2 separate regions of the Zea mays genome follow, and region 1 is linked to region 2. A link is a contact called in public Hi-C data. All regions are on one chromosome and are shown on one strand. Each heading gives the region's core, a stretch centred on a gene start, on an enhancer-like site or on the middle of the called end of the contact. The rest is flanking DNA. Distances are from core to core; before and after follow the strand shown.

Region 1 (4,191 bases), core at 823-3,322, 120 kb before region 2:
ATAAATTAAATCAGACATGCATTTGCACTCATTGTGGGAATTTCATTTATGATCATTTCTTTAATTGGGATGATATTTACTTATATTTAGTAATTACTAATAAAATTTTGACCGACTATTAAAAGGGGATGCTTAGCCTTGACCATGTTTCTTGGTTAGCCTTATGCTATACTTTTTTCCCACACTTACTAAGTGATGATCGTATGAGAGCTCACCATTGCTATAATCACTTCCGGTCAATAACAGGTGTCGTAGGAGGATGACTACTATAAAGAGTTCGGAGAGTCTAGGCCGTAGTCTTCCAGTCAACTGTGAGGATCGTCGTCATTATATGATTTATTTTACTTAGTTATTTTGTATAGAAATTGTATTATGTAATAAATATTGTGACATTGATTTTGTACACTGAGTAATCATATACGTGAAACTTGATCCTGTCACACACATGATATATTGAATACTAGGGCATGATACTATGCACCGAAGGATGTTTTATCTAGAGAGTTCGATACTGCGTATCCTATGTGACAGTCTTAGATTTTAGTTTTGCTCTTTATAATTGCAGAATTACTTGGAAGCAACACAAGTGATCTTGAATCAAACACAAGCAACAGAATTTAGAAGAGGGAGTGGAGAAATAAATCGCAAGCAAAACACATCACGAGAGACAAGAGTGATTAATTTACTGAAGTTCGTTTTTTCAAAGAAAAACTACCTCTCCATTGAGGAGTCGAATTAGGATAGGTCTTTTTCAACACTTTTCTTTTCTAAAGCGATCACCTAGATCGAGCTCGAGTGTCCTTTCTCAAATCAAGAGACCAGAGTCTTCGCAAGGACCTTCACATAAACTTCGGAGTCTCTCGCTAGCCTTTACAAGAATGAGAATGAGAAAGAAATTCAAGAGCACAAGAACCACCGTCGCAACAAACTCAAACGCAAATTGTTCACAAAGCACTACCAATTCTCTAAAAACTCAATTCTATGGAATGTTGCACTTGGGAGGCTTTGAATGACTTGGAGTTGTTGCAATCAATGAATAGATGTTTGGTGCGGCTCTTCTGTATCTTGAATACTAGTTGGAGTATCTATAGGCCTAACTATCCTATGTAACCGTTGGAATTGAGTGAAAATTCTGTATTTATTGTGGGTGCACCGGACCTCCTACAATAGTGGTTGGGTGCACTACTAGACGTGTCAGTCTGTTGTTGCAAATTTATATCAGCGTGTTATCTCTATCAAAAAGTTGTGGCTTATATTTATATTAGAGGATTGTAATACAAATCCATATCAGTTACAATCATCACACGGGGTTTATCTACAAGTCGTTTTAGATCTATAAAAATAGAGAAGTTTGGTTAGATTACTGTATATGCAACAAATTCAATCTATAGAGTTCTCTCTAAAACACGCAACCAGCTGGATGCTTTCAATCACACAAACGAAGACGTTAACTTCCACCGATCGTATAGCTGCTCGATCGATAGATATATCTCAGCCAAGCTGCATGCACGCGACAGGCAACAACAGTCCGGTCACGTACAAGACGTGGAAGCTAGTAAATCCACCCATATTATCATCGTCGTCATAGCACGGACGGAAGAGGGAACATCACTCCTCTGGCCGCACGACGGCCGCGCCTTCGCCTGACGACCTCCTCCGGCCTCCTCGTCTGCCGGATCCTTCCTTATTACTACTCACCGGCGCCGCTTCGTCCCCGTTGGCGGTCGTCGTCTCCGGCGGTGCGATGTAGACGAAGGGCCCGACGAGGCAGTCGTCGAGCGCGAGGAGCGGCTCGAGCGCTTCGACGACGGCGGACATGTGTGGGCGGGACTTGGGGTTGAGGGCGACGCACTGGTGCGCCACGGCGGCGGCCTTGTGCGCGGCCCGGCTGGAGTACTGGCCCACCAGGCTGGGGTCCATGACGCGGTCCAGGCGGCGCGCGTCCGTCAGGTACGGCCGCGCCCACTCCACCAGGTTCTGCTCCCGCGGGGGGCGGCTCTTGTCCACCGCCTTCCGCCCCGACAGCAGCTCCAGCAGCACCACGCCGAAGCCGTACACGTCGCTCTTCGCCGTCAAGTGGCCCGTCATGATGTACTCCGGCGCGGCGTATCCTTGGGTCCCCATCACCCGGGTCGACACGTGCGTCTCGTCGTCTTCCGGCCCGTCTTTGGCTAGACCGAAATCCGACAGCTTCGCCTTGTAATCCTACACAAAAAAAAAACAACGATCAATTCCAAAATGTAAGCTTGCGGATGATACTGTAGCAAATGCAGGCAGATGTCAGCTAGTTTCCTCGCGTACGTAGAGCAGTTAACATCCAACAACTCCGTTGCTAATTGGCAACAGGAAACTTTCGACGAATGATCGTGCATGTTTTATTTATATAAAACATTACCACTAGTGCTAGCTTTCCTGTGAGAAAAAAACTGTTTTTTTTTTCGTGGCACGCATGATTGAGCATGACAGTTGAATACGGCCGGAAGCTAGCGTTGCAATGGTTGACACTTGACCCGTTCTGGTTCACAGGCCCGACCAGAAGCTGACGGCGGCAGTGGTGCTGGAGGTCAGGTCAAGATTTTGTCGCTCAGCAGTTGGCATCTGGTTTATTGGCGACCTGACGATTTCAGTTCGATTTCAGCGCTGGTTTACTGGCCGCGACTTGCTCCATCAAACCGAACCGAACCTAACCACAGCTGAGCCGCCTGATCTTTCGAGCGAGGCCGAGGAGAGATAGATATGAAACGGCGGCGAAGATAGAAAGTAGTAGGTGGATGTGGATATGTGTGGATGCCGTGTGCTGTTACGGATGCACTAGCTAGCTAGCTCACCGAGTCCAGCAGGATGTTGGAGGTCTTGAAGTCCCGGTAGATGACCGGCTTCTCGGCTTCATGGAGGAAGGCCAACCCTTTGGCAGCGCCAATGGCGATCTTCAGCCGTGTGGACCAAGGCAACGACGCCGCGTACTCTGCAAACATGCATATGCGTCCATTGAGTGCTACGTACGGGTGATCAGCTGAGGTAATCAAACTAATTAGGTTCCAGATGAATGGTGCGCAAACATTTGAAAGAAACTGAACCTGTCAATATAATTCAGACGAGAGAGTAAAACGCGACAGCTGGATGTCAAATGTTCGGAATATGTCCATTTCCAGTACCATCATCATCCTCTTTTGTTTAGAACGAGGGGAATGAGCTACACCTAATCTTTGGCGTACTTATTTTGTAGTATATGATACCATCATGCATACAAAGTTTATTGTACCACGTGCAGTTATCCAGATCTACAAGATACTCTCTCTCCGTCTCCAAATAAACCATTTGTAAGTCAAACTAAGTTTATAGGAGTAACATGAAATAAGTTACTATAAAAATATGTTCTATATGGCATATCTAATAATACTAATTCGATCTGATGTGCTTGTTCTTGAAATTCGGGTAGAAGTAAAAAAAATCTTACTTAAGATAACTCTAGGAAACTATTTATTCAGGAACGGAGTGAGAATTAAGATGTGACATTCACTTACAGAAGCACAAGAATTGCCTAATAGTGACTAATAACTTCCACATCATTGACCAACTGTTTACGTTTACAGTGACCCAACCTAAAAAAAAATCAAGCAGGCACTGTTTGGAAGCATAAATATCACCGGGAAAACTCCCAAGAAACAGTAAAATTCTTGCATGAATCCTGTGAGATTTATGTGTTCCAACTTCCAAACGGGCACTCTGGGTCCATTTCCTTTTTCTTTTGAAGGCAAGCACTATGAGTCCATGTTAACTTTACCCCTACTAAATTACTAACATAGCAGAAGCTAGTGATAGACTGATAGTGATCATGCATGCATGGAGACTGAACTGGGAAGTTGGAAGTTCCACTTCCACCCTGTTATGCTAAAGCATGATGATGTGACGAGCATCTTGCTAATTGGCCGTTTCAGTGACTACAACAATCGTCGAGATGGAATCCGAGTGACAGCTGTGTGTATATATGCTACCGACGACTGAGTCTAATCACGTACAGTAAAAATAGGTTTCACTCTAGTCTGCATATAAAGATTAAAGCAGCGAAAACGAGTAGTATTAGATACGCAACGCAACAGGTGGTGCAGGTCCTCCGTCCGTCCTACTCCTACAGCTAGCAGCAGCAGTGGAATCAAGCATGAAATTTGAGGGCATAACCAAAGACGATGC
Region 2 (3,962 bases), core at 107-2,606:
TTCGAAAAAGAAGATGTACCTTGTTGGTATGGATACTCTATTAATTGTATTAAGCCTTGGGCCAGGATATCACAATCCACCCCCCTTAGAAGACCGGCGTCCTCGTCGGTCAACTCTAATCCAGGAATCTCTCCTCTTAGTCACGTCTGTGTGTCTAGTGTCGTCATATGCCATGCCATGTGACCACTCTGGGCCCACATGCGCCATATACCCGACCCCCTAGCCCACACACGCCCGTGAAACCTCGAGGGTCGGCTCTGATACCACTTGTAACACTGCGTCCAATCCCTGGACCGGCGGTACTTACTCCTAACAGCTCTCTAGGATCATATATTGTCCCTACAGACCAACACGAGTCTTTTGTGCGTACTTTGTCCTCACTCGTGCGCATCCGAGAAAACTTTCCGGTCGGTCACCATCCAAAATTGCTCCAAGTCAAACACGCTTAACTTGGAGGTTTTTTCGAGACAGACTTCTGAAAAAAGAAGATGCACCTTGTTGGTATGGATACTTTATTAATTTTATTAAGCCTTGGGCCAGGATATCACCATCTCAGGGGCCAGGATATCACAAATTTTTATTTCAATAAAAATAGTATGTTGTGTGGTTTTTTAGCGTTGACATAAATCTACGTGAATTACTTAATTCTGAAATAGAAAACCCCGATGTGGTTGTGGGTTTAGGGTATAGCCTGTTGCAGACTATGCACTTGAACAATAAGGTCAAGAGTGCAGTCTGGAGCTGACGTGGTAGAGCAAGAGGGGATGGTGCACTGACACCCGCCTAAGCAAAAGTTTCCTTTCAATTTGTAGCAAACCAATATGTTCAACGTGATCCCTATGGTGTGTTTGGTTGAAGAGTTAACTAGAATGTGACAGTTTTATTTCAAAGAATGGAGCCATTATGTCCTATGTTTGGCAAGCAGAATATATGTGTTTCATTTTTTTTGTCTGGTTAAAGAGTAAAATATTCTTTGTTTGGTTAGAGATGCATATGATTAGGGAGGGAACGAGGGGGAGAGTCCTCCCGTCCAAAAGAGCGCTCCTATCCGATTATTTTGGTGGAAAAAACATTCTAATTATTTATGATACATTTTTACCTATAGACTTTATGAGCCGTTTTATTTCTGTTCCATTAAAAACTAAACACCCAGAAAAAAAAACACCTCCTCGTTCCATTCTCGTCCGTTTCTCGACCAAACACGCTCTCTCTCGGCAGCGATGCGAGAACGTGCCTTTCCTTCTCGCTTTCACTGGTACCAGGTGGCGACCATACAGCACGGAACTCCAGTTCACCGCTGCCTTTCTTCTACTGTTCACCCCGCGTGCGCTCGCTCACTCGCTCTCTCCCCTCTGGCTCTGAGTGGCGCTAGTGGGCGACCGCCGCCGCGTCCCTCCGTCAGGTGCCCAGGTGTAGCCTCGTCAGCCCCTCCGTCAGGTCTTCGTCGGCCCCCTCGCCGACGAGCACCCACCAGGTACGCGCACCCCCCTCTTCTTCGCTTGCTTCCGTGCGGAACCGAGCACCCGAACCCTAACCTAAGCTATTTGCGTATTTGTATTCGGATCTGATCTGATCTAATTGCAAGCTTATAAATGTACCATGCTCTAACTTCGTGTTTTTGCAAACATTATTGGGCGTACATGTGTACACCCATGTCCTTTACTATATCCGCTCCCCAGCCAGGCATGAGAGCGCGCTTCTAGAATAATGTCTGTGCTTACCTGCGTGATTGAAAGCATGGGCTCATCCTGTAGCAGATCCCATTCTTTCGACGAGGCTGAAGCAGCTGAAAATGCAAAGGTAACTTGTCACTTAGACCAGGCTGATGCTATCAGGAGGTTATGATTTTGTGTTGGTAAGCAGCAACACTTGGTTCCTTCTGACATTAGCAGTGTGGGTGCAGTCTGCAGACATTGACCGGAGGATTTTGCAAGAAACAAAAGCCGAACAACACATCCACAAGCTCTTACTTCTCGGTAATGCCAACTTACTTGAACTTAAGAGCTTTTTTTTCTTCTTCATGTGAAGTATATCTGTTCTGTAGTTTTCTCTCTTGATAGTTTGCTGGATCAGCCAAAAGAACTGTTGCGAAGTTGATCCCTAGTCACTTCTCTTTCCATGCATTCTAGACTTGATAATGTGCCTGTCCATTGATAAGGTACTTTGCCTGTATTCCTAACAGTCATCCTCCTTTTCAATCACTTCTTTGTAAGGTGCTGGAGAATCGGGGAAGTCTACAATATTTAAACAAGTAAGGTTTATGCCACTCCCTAGAGGATCATAATTCTTATGTCATCATCAAGACAGCAAGTCACGGATGTGTCTTACCGCTCATTCGCAGATAAAGCTTCTTTTCCAAACTGGCTTTGACGAGGCAGAGCTTAGGAGCTACACATCAGTCATCCATGCTAATGTGTATCAGACAATTAAAGTATGCTATACTAAAAAGGGTGTGTCTTTTTTTTTCTATCACGTTGTAGAGATGATTATGTAGGAAGGTTTCGTTATGGAGTTTCTTGCTGCTCCAATGAGGGTGTATTTGCAGATATTTTTTCTCAGTAAATGAGTTAAACATGCACACGCAGATATTATATGAGGGAGCTAAAGAGTTAGCCCAAGTGGAACCAGATTCTTCAAAATATGTCTTATCTCCAGATAATCAGGTTTGCACACTTGCCTTCAGAAATTAGAGTTAAGTTTTGGCAAACTTGGTTATTTTGCAATGTAATTGTCCTGGTGTGGTCCTGACACAATTGCTATGGTTGAACCTGCCTGGAGCTGTTATAATCCAAACTGCCTTATTATGCTTTGCACGATTACATGCTAACAAAATGAGCATTTGATCAGAGAAGGCAGCTAGGAACCTTGCCCCTACATTTTATTGCTTCAGAGAAGGCAGCTTTAGATTTGCTCAAATATTTGTTGTCTCAAATGTTTATTATGCAGTATTCATCTATGTCAAGTTATGAGCATTTGCTTTGTTTGTAGTTATGAGGTTAAATAGTTAACAAATCTCATCTTGGTAGACGTTGCAATGCGTTTATTAGCTCTTAGAAGCTTCTCATAGCACACCACACACATTTTTACTTAATTACCTTTTGTATATTTGTATTGTAACTTTATTATTAATTCAGGAGATTGGAGAAAAACTATCAGAAATTGGTGCCAGATTGGAATACCCATCGTTGAACAAAGAACGTGTACAGGATGTAAGAAAACTATGGCAAGATCCAGCCATTCAGGTGAAATTCCATTTACTTTGATTTTTTTTAAAAAATGTATAAACTTTTAAACATAAAGTTTGATCATTTAGAAATTCATTTGTAGGAAACTTATTCACGTGGGAGTATTCTGCAAGTCCCAGACTGTGCACAGTACTTCATGGAAAATTTGGACAAATTATCTGAAGAAGATTATGTACCGACAAAGGTACACAATTATCCTCAATCTATTTTTAGGAGAGATTTTACATATGCGTTTTACAATGTCACATATTTCATGTTGATTGTCATGGTACTGAAATCTACCTTTTGAGGCTATCAGATAGCAGCAGAACGAGAACCTAGATTAACTATGAAATATTTCTTTTGAAGACCTTAGGAGATCATTAGTTAAATTAGAGTATATTATGCATGTTAGAGTATATTAGGCAACTCCTGATATGGTTGGTTTAGGATTGATTATAATCCTGGGATAACCTTCCTTACATCTGGGATAACCTTTCTTATCTCTAGGATAGGCTTTTTGCCCTCCAAGTCATGTACTCCTATATATTCTCCCTAGAGGCTCAATGCAATACATCCCACACATTATACACATTCTCTCCTTCCTTCAAAATATTCAGTAAGGAAACACATATTATACCTTGCATATAACAAGGCAGAATCGTCATGCCCAGTTGCAGTGCGTCAAGGAAAAAAAACTACTAAACTGCACAGTGTTATTAAAACTACGTTTAAATG

Evidence for each region. Hi-C and Micro-C count contacts between places; a contact is called where the count stands out from the background.
Region 1: a Hi-C map of leaf shows a contact between it and region 2, with 4 times the contacts expected there. The contact joins the enhancer-like site here to the promoter of ct2 in region 2. A contact is called at or near these places in 4 of 25 Hi-C or Micro-C datasets (ear, endosperm, leaf and 1 more).

Annotation. Positions count from the first base shown.
Region 1 is chr1:16,740,697-16,744,887 of Zm-B73-REFERENCE-NAM-5.0, reverse strand. It overlaps LOC103631789 (serine/threonine-protein kinase), which reads right to left. Exons shown (of 3, transcript XM_008653313.4): 3 at 1,317-2,205. The coding sequence ends at 1,691. Among protein-coding and RNA genes, the nearest start is that of LOC103631789, 4.8 kb to the right of the region's middle. Within about 2 kb of position 2,072, at least 12 of the 20 cell types and tissues checked have an H3K27ac peak or open chromatin away from gene starts, as enhancers often do. A contact at or near this core is called in endosperm and leaf, where this site is marked.
Region 2 is chr1:16,622,998-16,626,959 of Zm-B73-REFERENCE-NAM-5.0, reverse strand. It overlaps ct2 (compact plant2), which reads left to right and starts at 1,356. Exons shown (of 14, transcript NM_001157613.1): 1 at 1,356-1,474; 2 at 1,680-1,800; 3 at 1,904-1,976; 4 at 2,214-2,251; 5 at 2,342-2,431; 6 at 2,586-2,663; 7 at 3,135-3,242; 8 at 3,328-3,429. The coding sequence starts at 1,708.